Regions from separate parts of the Mus musculus genome. Here regions 1, 2 and 4 are each linked to region 3. Evidence: chromatin contacts called from public Hi-C and HiChIP or PLAC-seq data. All regions are on one chromosome and are shown on one strand. The core of a region is the stretch at or near the end of the contact, and the rest is flanking DNA. Distances in the headings are between cores, read along the strand shown.

The links. A called contact is a pair of places that touch in the nucleus more often than the background predicts. HiChIP or PLAC-seq counts read pairs in DNA pulled down with a chosen protein or histone mark.
Region 1: a FOXA1 HiChIP or PLAC-seq map of pancreatic cancer cells shows a contact between it and region 3. The contact joins two enhancer-like sites. A contact is called at or near these places in 1 of 484 Hi-C or Micro-C datasets (embryonic stem cells) and 1 of 115 datasets of contacts at active chromatin or transcription factors (pancreatic cancer cells).
Region 2: a FOXA1 HiChIP or PLAC-seq map of pancreatic cancer cells shows a contact between it and region 3. The contact joins two enhancer-like sites. A contact is called at or near these places in 1 of 39 promoter capture datasets (embryonic stem cells) and 1 of 115 datasets of contacts at active chromatin or transcription factors (pancreatic cancer cells).
Region 4: a contact with region 3 is called in a Hi-C map of liver, with 4 times the contacts expected there. The contact joins two enhancer-like sites. A contact is called at or near these places in 1 of 39 promoter capture datasets (embryonic stem cells) and 1 of 484 Hi-C or Micro-C datasets (liver).

What each region holds. Positions count from the first base shown.
Region 1 is chr11:67,818,567-67,821,266 of GRCm38.p6, forward strand. The region is part of intron 2 of Gm40032 (a long non-coding RNA gene); the gene reads right to left. Among named protein-coding and RNA genes, the nearest start is that of Dhrs7c, 22 kb to the left of the region's middle. Within about 2 kb of position 1,360, at least 20 of the 459 cell types and tissues checked have an H3K27ac peak or open chromatin away from gene starts, as enhancers often do. A contact at or near this core is called in pancreatic cancer cells, where this site is marked.
Region 2 is chr11:67,016,576-67,019,275 of GRCm38.p6, forward strand. No RefSeq gene overlaps it. Among named protein-coding and RNA genes, the nearest start is that of Tmem220, 7.2 kb to the right of the region's middle. Within about 2 kb of position 1,391, at least 77 of the 459 cell types and tissues checked have an H3K27ac peak or open chromatin away from gene starts, as enhancers often do. A contact at or near this core is called in pancreatic cancer cells, where this site is marked.
Region 3 is chr11:67,514,373-67,517,072 of GRCm38.p6, forward strand. It overlaps a transcript of Gas7 not described here. Among named protein-coding and RNA genes, the nearest start is that of Gas7, 71 kb to the right of the region's middle. Within about 2 kb of position 1,304, at least 80 of the 459 cell types and tissues checked have an H3K27ac peak or open chromatin away from gene starts, as enhancers often do. A contact at or near this core is called in liver and pancreatic cancer cells, where this site is marked.
Region 4 is chr11:67,033,603-67,036,302 of GRCm38.p6, forward strand. Tmem220 (transmembrane protein 220) reads left to right here. Exons shown (of 6, transcript NM_001291042.1): 6 at 507-1,710. The coding sequence ends at 642. Among named protein-coding and RNA genes, the nearest start is that of Tmem220, 9.8 kb to the left of the region's middle. Within about 2 kb of position 1,354, at least 6 of the 459 cell types and tissues checked have an H3K27ac peak or open chromatin away from gene starts, as enhancers often do. A contact at or near this core is called in liver, where this site is marked.

The DNA of each region.
Region 1 (2,700 bases), core at 110-2,609, 300 kb after region 3:
TAGCTTTAGGATATCGATGTGCGCTTTAGATTTAAACTGAGGGTGAGTGAAGCAGAAGGGCAGAGGTTTGCATAACTAAAGAGTCCTGGCTAGGTGTGTCTGGTTGATCATTGTATCTGTTCTGTTTCTGGGGGGGGGGGCGGGTGAAAGAAGCCTTTCTTGCTTAAGGGGACATGCCAGCTCCCATAAAGTTCCTGCTTGAGGGTAATCTCATGATAAGGTGTCTTACCCATAAGGCTCTACTCTTCCTGTGATCCATGGTGACTTGCAAGTTTGGCCAATGTTGAGAGAGACCTGTGAATACCATTTAGGGTCTGGAATAGGACATTATGAGAGCTGACTGCTGGGTAAACTAACATCTGTGCCTTCTGTCTTGAAGAGGGGTGAGACTGGTTAGGTGTCACCAGTTTTTATATGGACATTCCTTGAGGGACTGACATGCCTGCACACTGAGTTAACCCGAAGTCTGACCCGAAGTTTTCAAACAAAGGAGATGGATGTGAAAGCAAGGCATAGATGCCAGGTGTCTGTCCTGCTTTTGTTATCTTGCAAGCCTGAGTGAGGAGTCAACTAGGACCTGCTGTAATGGGGACAAAGGCCCAGCCTTTGGGTGACTGAGGAAGGAAAGGCTGTCACTAGAAGCATGCATGTGGTCACTGAGGGTTGCATTCTGGCAAAGCAAGGACTCTGGAGTAGGGAAAGGCCACTAGGATTCCACTAAAACAAGCCAGGGAGATCAGCTCTAAGGAAAAAGGACCCTTCTGTGTATGTGAGTTTGCTCTACCATCCCCTGCTAGCTGGCCAAGGGTTTTCTTAAATTGAGGGATCCCAGAGCCTTGGGGGGGGGGGTGGACCTAATAGAAATGATAGGTGGATATCCCAAGCAACCCATAAGTCAAATTTGCCGTCTCCCTCAGGATGCAACGTGTGGCTCTGGGATGTCACTCTGCCACCCTGCCATGGTGGGGCATCTCACTAGCATAGTAAATGAAAGTCTCCAACCTTTATATTGATACACAGAATGAAACAAATAAATGAAATGTTAACAAGGTAGAAACAAAGAGGGGGGGGTGGAAACAGATATGCTATGCAATAAGAGTGGTGACCACCAAGTGGCACTGTTGCTCCAAACACATTTTGCCAACACCTTCCTAGAAATTCCACAAAGCAGCAAGAGTCCATGCACCGTATTCACAATGTCTTGTACAATCGTAAGAAGGATCCCATGAAGGTCTCCTCTCTGCTAGGCTCCCTGGAAAGACTTGCATTCCGTGTCACAGATGGGAAAAGTGAGGGTGTCCATGCTCTGCTGCCTGCTGCTGCTGCTGCTGCTGTGCTGCTCAGGGGAAAACGAGGGTGGCCTGGAGTGACTTAACCCCGAGGACACAGAGTGACTGGATGGTATAAAGGACCTAGGTAGCAGTAGCTGTCCCAGATCCCAGACTGGTTATTCTAAGACGCAGAAGAGATTAAAACACCTCTCAGCTCCATGCTGTGAAAGACAAAGGTGATTAGTTTCTTGTCTTTGCTTCCTGCCCCAAAATTGAAAAGAAAAAAAATCTTTTAAAGTGGACTAAGTAGAAAAGCATAAAGAAACAGATAAATCTATCACAATTCCCAACCATTTTTAGCACATGTGCCCTTCCCTGGGAAGATTAGAACCCTCACTGAGGCACCACCTAAACCCCCAGGTTCCTGCTCCAGGACAGGGCTGTGAGGGGACCTCACAAATTCACGATGGCCAGGCTCAAACAGTCGCTATTTGCCTTACCAGATCCTTTGTTGGCTGCATCTCAGTGTCCCCAGGAGATGGCAGCAGTGGGCTCCCCTGGCTATTGACTATTGATGGGGCTCTGCCTCTGGAGATTGCCTGGCAGGAGAAAATGAGGCCAGGGCTCTTAACTTCCTCAGACTTCCATCGGGTTGCTGTGGTTGCCTGGACAGGTGGGCAGCAGATGTACCCTTAGGCTATACTATGGCTAGACAACTCCTCCCCTCATCCCTGGAGTTCAGGGAGGTTAACGGGTCTTGCTGTTGTTAACCCCAAGGGTGTTTCATAGCCCCTTGCCGGTTTCTGTTAACTCTAGCCACACTGCTTGACTAGTTTCTGCCTTATAATTTCCTAGGTTACCTCATTGCCTCAGAAACAGACCTCTGGCAATGTCTATGAGGATGTCTCTAGAGACTCTAGGGAAGACCCACCCTGAATATGAGTAGCACCATTCCATGGGCTAGGGTCCCAGAAGGGGAGAGTGAGCAGAGCACCAGCAGTCTCCTCTCTGTCCCCACAGCATGGTGAGCCAGATCTGCATAGGAGGAGGGGCTCCCAGGACGTCAGCACCAGCAAAGTGTATAATGCCCAGTCAAGGCTGCCCACTGCCAGCTCTGCCTGGGACTACAGTCAAGATGGTCTTTAACTCAGGATCTCTCACAGGAGTGAATCAAAGGTTGTTGAAGATATACCATGAGCCAATCTGAGTAGACCTTGGGCCATCCTGGTTGTCCATGGCTTCTTGCAGTCACTGTCATTCTGCATGCTGAGACAACTGTGTGAATGCTTAGGAAGTCAATTGTGACTTGGGCAGAGGGAGGGACATGACAGGCAGCAAGAACCCAACCTAGACATTTATTTCCTCAAGTAACTCAAAAGTTTTGTTTTGGGGCTGGAGAGATGGCTCAGTGTTTAAGAGCACTGGCTGT
Region 2 (2,700 bases), core at 141-2,640, 500 kb before region 3:
GATCACCCAAAACACTTCAGCACAGCCCCAATCCAGTATTTGCTCACGGGTTTATTTTTGGTGACACAGTTTGCAAACAGAGACATTAGCAACTCTGACGTGTACAAACGCTACAGTGTTGACGAGTACAGGCACACGGATAACAACCTCTCCCTCAAGATACAGAGCACTGTGGTCACTGGCCACACACTCTCTCCTGACCTCTCCTAGTCCATCCCCACCCATCCCAGGGGAATGGCCGACGGGATGTGCTTCACCAGAAATGGCCTTACCTGGTGACGACTTTCTCATAAATAACCTTCCTTCTCTCCTCTCTCTGAGCATGGCTGCCTATCCAGGATGCTGAGGCGTTCCTTCCCTTATGTTTCTATCAGTGATCCACTGTGTGACTGAGTCACAGAAAGACCGTTCTCCTCTTGACTGCAACAATTATTTAATAAAGAAAAGTATTATTCATTAGCAAGTTTCCTCTTAGGGGTGATGTGGGGGGTCTAAGAGACAGCTCAGATGGAACAAGCACTTGCCGCACAAAGCAGACACCCAAGGGTGCTCCTCAGAGCTCCCTATGGAAGGAGAGAACCAACCCCTGAGAAGTGTCCTATGACCTCTGACAGGCGTGCTGTGGCATTCCCAAACACGCACATGATCAGGACTGATACCTGGATTGAAAAAATAATCCTGTTAAGAATTCTTTCATCATCTAAAGCTAGCAGGAGGCCAGCAAGATGGATCAGCAGATGAAAACACTTGCCTCCAAGTCTGAGGACCCAAGTTCAATCCTAGGACCCACACGGTAGACACAGAGAACTGACACTCACAAGTTTATCCTCTGACCTCCATGTGTGCATGCACACACCCCCACATACATGCACATACAAATGCAAATAAAAATATTAATGACTAAAGCTAGCACATCCACCAACTGGGAATGAAACATCTAAAGGCTGCTTGCTGTTCAGTAGCTGCAAGTGGGGCATGAGGCAGGCCTGGGTCACTGCTGTCTGTAATAGGATGTCTGTTGGTTTGTTCCAGAATTTTGCTCTGGTCCTGGTGACATATATCTAACCTTCTGTTCTTTGTCATAAAACAAAAAGGTATTTTTTTTCTAGGTAACTGTTTTGGTGAGTGTCAAGAATCCTTTGAACTCATATACACTGTAAAAAGATCTAACGGATGGTAGGTGTTCATCTGGACGGTTCCTTAAGTCTGTGGCTCTTTCCTGTCATAGTGGCTTAGCCCCAGCTGTGTGCTAACTGTGCTGGGCCTGGGGAAGCAACTGGAAGAAAGAAAGAAAACAGATGCAGATATTCTCCTCATGGGGCTTGTAGTCTGGTGAGTCACACAGACACCAAGCAACTCATTGTTTAATTGCCAGTGTGACCATACTACCAGAGCTAAAGGCAGCTGCGGAGGGTGTGGCAGGGTTGCCCCAGGAGACCGAGTGCAAACAGGAGGGAGAGTAAAATAGGCGAAGGAGAAGGAGCGGGTGGAACCCAGATCTGCAGGAGCGAGATTTGCATAATAGAAGGCTGTGTAACCAAAGGGTTACAGGGGACATAACTGATATGAAGATGTGGGGAAGGAAGCCCTACGGGGAGGAAGTTCAGACTGCTGGACCCAGCTTTGTCGGATTTTACTGACTGTTCAAACTATTGGTCTTTGACCCTGGAGTTCCTATTTGAAGATTAGGTGAGGTTGTCTGGTCTGTACAATCTTTAAGTTTCTGGTGCTCCGGAGAGCAGTGCCCTGCATCAATCTGAAGAAGGGGGCGGGGAGGTGGGAGGGCGAGGCAGGAGTGGAGGAGGGGCATAGCACAGGATGGAGACAGGGAAGGAGGGAGGGATGGTTTTAGGTAGAAGTTTGAGAGTTGTGTCTTGCAGAGGTCACCAGTTGCAAAGTGAGTGGGAGCAAGCTCAGAACCTAGATCTTGGCTTGGCTACCCTCACAGGTACAGCACTGCGAGGGGTGGGCAGTTTAAACAACAGGTTAGTGCCGTGCTGTGAGTTCACAATGCCATCAGGGTTGCTTCTTTCCTGGCCTCCTGCTCACAGCTCCTCCCGTGGCTTCCCCTGGGCTCTCCCAGAAGGGGAGAAGGATGTTTAGAGATGTATATTGAATCCTCTTCCTATAAGAACACCAGTCCTTGAAGGAGATGAAGGGGTTTGCAACCCCATAGGAAGAACAACAATATCCACTAACCAGACCGCCCCCCCCCCCCTCAGAGCTCCCAGGGACTAAATCACCAACCAAAGAATTCACATGAAGGGGACCCATGGCTCCAGCTGCAGAGGATGGCATTGTCTGGCATCAGTGGATGGAGAGGCCCTTGGTACTGTGAATGGTTTGATGCCCCAGTGTAAGGGAATGCCAGAGTGGTAAGGTGGGAATAGGTGGATGGGTGGGCAAGCACCCTCACAGAAGCAGGGGGAGGGGAAGGGGAGGGGGTTTCCTGAGGGGAACTGGGAAAGGGGATAGCATTTGAAATATAAATACATAAAATATCCAATAATAAAAAAATAAAGAATGCCAGTCCTATCAGGTGAGGATCCCACCCTAGTGACGTCACTTAACTATCTCCATAAAAGCCCTTTCTCCATATAGTCAGCATAAGGACAAGGAGGGTAGCTCAGCTCAGTCCACAATAAGACAGATGCTGGGGAAACCAGCCAGGAGGCCTGGGAGAGCGCAGGGGCAGCCTCC
Region 3 (2,700 bases), core at 54-2,553:
TATGCTCTATGAAACTTTTCTTTTCCCTTTTGTCCTTTAGAGCATAAAGGTTATTAAGTTAGGTGAAAGTTGATTGGCTTTGTTCCATTCTACTTCTGTTGTCCTGAGAAACTATTGCTTAATCCTGGTCATAAAGACTTTTGCCTGCATTTTCTTCTAGGGCATGCAGGCACGTGTGCCTGCTTGTGAGTGTGTGTGTGTGTGTGTGTGTGTGTGTGCGCGCGCGCGCTTGCGTGCCTGCCTGCCTCTCAGTCTGCCTGTCTGTCTGCCTGTCTGTCTGTGTACATCTGAATGCTATTGCCTGCAGAAACCAGTAGAGGGCATTGGGTCCTCCGGGGCTGGACTTAGAGAGCAGCAAGTGCTGCTAACATTTGGGCCATTTTTCTAGCCCCTTTAGAGAATTTTATAGTTTTAGCTCTGCCACTTAGGGTTTTGAGCCTAATGGTGTGAGGAATGGGTCTAGCTCCATTGTTTTGCATGCAGATACCTATTGTCCCAGCATCCTTTGCTGGTGACACTATCCTTTCCCTAATGAATGGTCTCTGCTTTAAAGCTAACACTTCCGTGCCTGTGTATTTTTAAATCAAAGGATGACAGATAAAGCTGCTGACCTGCAGGGAGGAATCAATCAAGCATCATTTCCGTTTACAATATCACTCTGCTTGGGATTTTTAGAAAAAGGCCTTCACATTTTTTTATTAACCCTGCATGCAGGCAAAGAACAAGTGTTGTAAATTAAATATAAGCAGGGAGACACCATGTTTTGCTTTCTGGCTCAGTGAAGGGGAAGGGGGAGGCCTTTGGCTTCAGCTGGCTCTGGAATTCCATGGGGTGTGGGATGAAAAATCAAAGCTGAGATAATCAAGTCTGGGTGCTCTGGCCCTGGGACGGGACATGCAAGGAATTGTGTGTCCCCTGGCTACCTCTTCCCTGTCCTCCTACCCCCTTGACTCAGGACTTCCCACAGCAGGAGGTCAGCACAGGAACATCCCAGCAGAGCAAGCAGTGGCCTCTGGACTCTGGGCAAGGACTTGATTTAGGAAGGGATTAGGGAACTGTTTCCTCCACCACAGAATGGAGTCCTGAAGCATCTTGGCCTGTGCCTCCCACGTGTGGGCTGGGTGTGGAGCAGCCCCGGGGACTGTTGGTGTGGGCTGTGAGGCTGCACCAACCGCCTTGGCTTCTTCTATGACTCAGCCTGGTCCAAGACTGGGTCAAGGACCTGAGTCCCAGACCTGGCCAGGTTCCCTGGAAACTGGACCTGAATCTTTCACTGGTCCAGTTCAGAGTCCACCCAACTGACCCAGAGAGCAGAAGATTTAGTTAAGCCCCAGATGTTTACATGTCTGACTCAGTGTTTGCCTGTACTCTGCAGAGAACTTATGTGGCCCAAGAGGTGGTCATGGAATTTGCTCAGATCTCTGTGAGGGTTCTACTGTTGAATCAGCATCTGCAGGGAGGAGCTGAAGGGGTGGGAGGGGGGAAGGGGGAAGAGGTTAAGAGGTAACAGCGTGTTACACACAGCCTGCTGGGAACTGGCCCAGGCTTGAGAATTCAAGGGCTAGACCTCCTTCAGTTTGCTTCTTGGAAGGAAACCTAGTACCTCTGCTTTCTCATCGTTACCCTAGAATCCAGAGAAAACCCACACTAACCCTTATTAACCTGGTTCAAGTTCATGTCAACAAGATCAAAGTTCTCAAAGGGCATTCGTGCATTTCCACCCTGTGCCCAGAGTGTGTCCCTTGGGGAGTGCACACCTAGAATCCTTCAGGGTTGCTGGGTGGGATTTGAATGCTGACATCCATCAGGGCAGAGAAAAACTGAGCCTTCTGTGGAATCGCTCAGCCTGTGAGACCAGTCCAAAAAGCACATGGTTCTGATACTGGCCAGCATAGCTGCAGCCATGCCTGCTTGTCTATGTTGGACTCAGGTTCATGCAGCAGGCTGTATGTAAGAGAGAGGCACAGTAGTGCCTGGAAATCAAGGGACTCCAAGACAAGTTGGTGGGCATTTGAAGAGGGGCTGATGGGGTTACCGGTGAGTCTCCTTTAGGGTTCCCCAAATCACTCTCTTATTATCTTTATCGTTTAGAGCAAAGCTGATGCTGACCACCCCAGAAAGTTAAATCATCTTGAGTGGGTTAAAGGGGCAAGTGCCAGGGCCTAGCAGGCACCTAAGACCCCAGGAACTGGGTATCATTCCAAACAGTGCTAGACAGTTTTCAAAAACGTGTGCCAGACTGGAATCTTGAAATTTCCCAGTTTTGAAATGTAGCCAGTCAGTTCAAATCAACACACTTGCTCCAGAGGGCTGCATCTGTCCAGCCTTTAGGTTTTAGTCTTAATAGATTAAAAATTAAATCCTAAGCACATAAAAAATTAGTGGAAAATCTATTACGTAATCTGCACTCACTCCTGGGGTTATAGGTTCCAATTTCCTAGCACTGTCTCCCTGCAACTATACAGGATTCTCCAAGTGAGGAAATAGACTATAGAAGGTCATATAGCTCAAGTACCAGAGCTGGGATTTGAACTCATAACCTATTGTGTGGCTGTCCTGCTATTTGTGGAAACTAGAATCATAGCCTGTTAGTTTTACGGTATATTCCTTTTCTCATCACATTGGGATTGGCTCAACTCCCAAACAGGGCAGTTGCTTCCCTGAATTTTGGAGATTTCTCAGCAACATGAGATATTCAGT
Region 4 (2,700 bases), core at 104-2,603, 480 kb before region 3:
CTACCAGGCAGGTCTTGTATTTTTAATCCCCCTGCCTCTAGAGAAAGCAGTTGTGTCTTCAAGACCCTGGGAAAAGGTGGGCATGGTGCTACATCTTCTTATCCCAGCACTCAGAGGGGTGAGGCAGGAGGATTGCTACAAGTTAAAGGCCAGCCTGAGCTACATAACAAACATGAGGCCAACAAGAACCACACAGCAAGACTCTGTCTCAGAGAGAAATGCTTCTTACAGGGTTCCCAAAGGAGGAGGTGGTACTGACTAGGGAAAGATCAATTTTAGCAGTCTAATTACTCAGTATTCCTCAAAACAGAGTGGGAAAAGGCATTTGCAACATATATCAAGTATATACATATATAAAAGTATATACAAATTTAATGCAATTCAACATTAATTTCAATAAAGAGAAACTATTAAGATGTGATGTTTTACCAATTCAAACTTTATGCATATTTCCAAAGCAATTTATTTTCTTAGACTTCAATTTACAATACTTTTTATTTTTATAGGAATCCAGGTGGTGGAAGAATGCACTTGGCTATTGCTGTTGTAATCACCCTACTCCCACTCCTGTCGTGGGTCTACGTACACATGAACAAGGAGATGCGGTCCTCCTGGCCAACTCACTGCAAGACAGTCATTTAAATGAACCCAATAATGTTTACAACATGTTATACACATTGGGGTAATGGGACGATTTCCCAGAGATGATTTAAAGTCTTGGGAATGTAACAAGGCTACTCACAATGTGATGGAAGATTGACTAGGTCAGATAAGAATTGGGAGCTGAGTCTCCAGAGGTCTCTTCTGCAACAGCACTGGACCAGGCAATGAGCAGAAACTTGAGTTTGAATCCAGCTTTAGCACTATGTGATGGGGCAAACCCACGAATCTCCTGGTACATATTTCCTCACATATAAAGTAGGATGTCAGATCTCATTAGTTACCACAACCAAACTATTGTTGAAGGCACTCTGAGAAGATGAAGCTCACTTGAGTTCCAAAGGGAGTAAGAGTGAGAGGGGGCTGAGGCTATAACCAGCCTCATGCTGACATGGAGGGAGGTTCAAAAACTAATCTTAATGTACTTAACTGGCTCAGCTGTACTGAACCCAGAAAAATTCCAGGGCAGGTGAACCAAATGAAAGTAGAAATTAAAGAAAATATAGAAAAGATAAATTTGGAGTTAGCAAGAATAGGGAATATTAATCATAAGTTATTCTCCGTGAAAACTAAGATGGAAATCTATACATCTTTTTAATGAATGTTGAAGTGACCACAGGGGAGGAGAGCTCTGTAGGGTGACACAGTCCAACAGGGCATACACAGGTTGTTATCGAGCACTTGACCTGTGGGCAGAGCACTTGACCTGTGGGCAGGGTGACCAAAGAAGTCAATTTTTAACTTTTCTACTTTTAGAAGCAGGGAGTCAACTGCCAGGAAAAGTTAAGTGTGCATGGGATCGTGTGTGTGTGTGTGTGTGTGTGTGTGTGTGTGTGTGTGTGTGTGTGTGTGTGTGTGTGTGTGTGTGTGTGTGTATGGATCTTCTTCAACTGCAAATTTTGGTATGGACTGTTGGTGTTGGTCTGGCGCTATGTATTCAAATGCTAAATACTGGCCCCTGAGATCTGATTGCCTCATTTCATGTACAGCAAATATTATGTAAACTTTGCTTGCCAATCTTTTGTGACTGGTTAAATAAAAGTGGTTAACAGCCAATTACTGGGGAGAATTACTAGGAAGGCAGGGCTTGTCATAGGGCTGGGGGAGAGGGAAAGAGAGAGAGAGAGAAGGAGGAGGAGGAAGAAAGAGGAGGAGGAGGAGGAAGAAAGAGGAGGAGGAGGAAGAAAGAGGAGGAGGAGGAAGAAAGAGGAGGAGGAGGAAGAAAGAAGAGGAGGAGGAGGAGGGAGCAGTTCACTTTGATGGGATGGACCAGGAGCATAGGCCGTTGATTGGCAAGTAACCTGGGGAGTGCAGCTGAGAAATAGCCAGTCTAGCACTGAAAAAATAGTTTAGGGGTAATCGTCCAGTCATTGTGCTGGAAGCTGATTAAATAAATAGTTTGGACTCTGTCTCGATTATTAGGGGGCTGACAGGGTCACAGTAATTACTAGTTATTTAATACTACTAGTTATTAAATACCTTACAGCAACAGGCAACAGGTGAAGCATTTGCAAGAGTTTAGCGTTGGGGTGGATGTGCTCCAGTGTAAAACACAGTAGACGTTAGAGACACAAACACAGAACAATGTATTTTATACTAAGTGCATGCTGAAAAAATATTTTGAGATAAGTCGGGCTAGATAAAATATATTGAATTTATCTTTTTTTTAATTTTCTTTTTTTTTAAAAGATTTATTTATTTATTATATGTAAGTACACTGTAGTTGTCTTCAGACACTCCAGAAGAGGGAATCAGATCTTGTTACGGATGGTTGTGAGCCACCATGTGGTTGCTGGGATTTGAACTCAGGACCTTTGGAAGAGCAGTCGGTGCTCTTAACCACTGAGCCATCTCGCCAGCCCCTGAATTTATCTTTGAAGGTGTGATTGCTTGAGTATTATTTAAGTAGCTCACATTAAGTGTCAGATATCTGCAGGGGGAGCTTATCTAGGCTGGAATCAAACTCTAACCAGATGAGTGGTGGTTGACGTGGAATGCCCCCTCAGGCCCATGTCTGAATACGTGGTCCCCGCTTGGCAG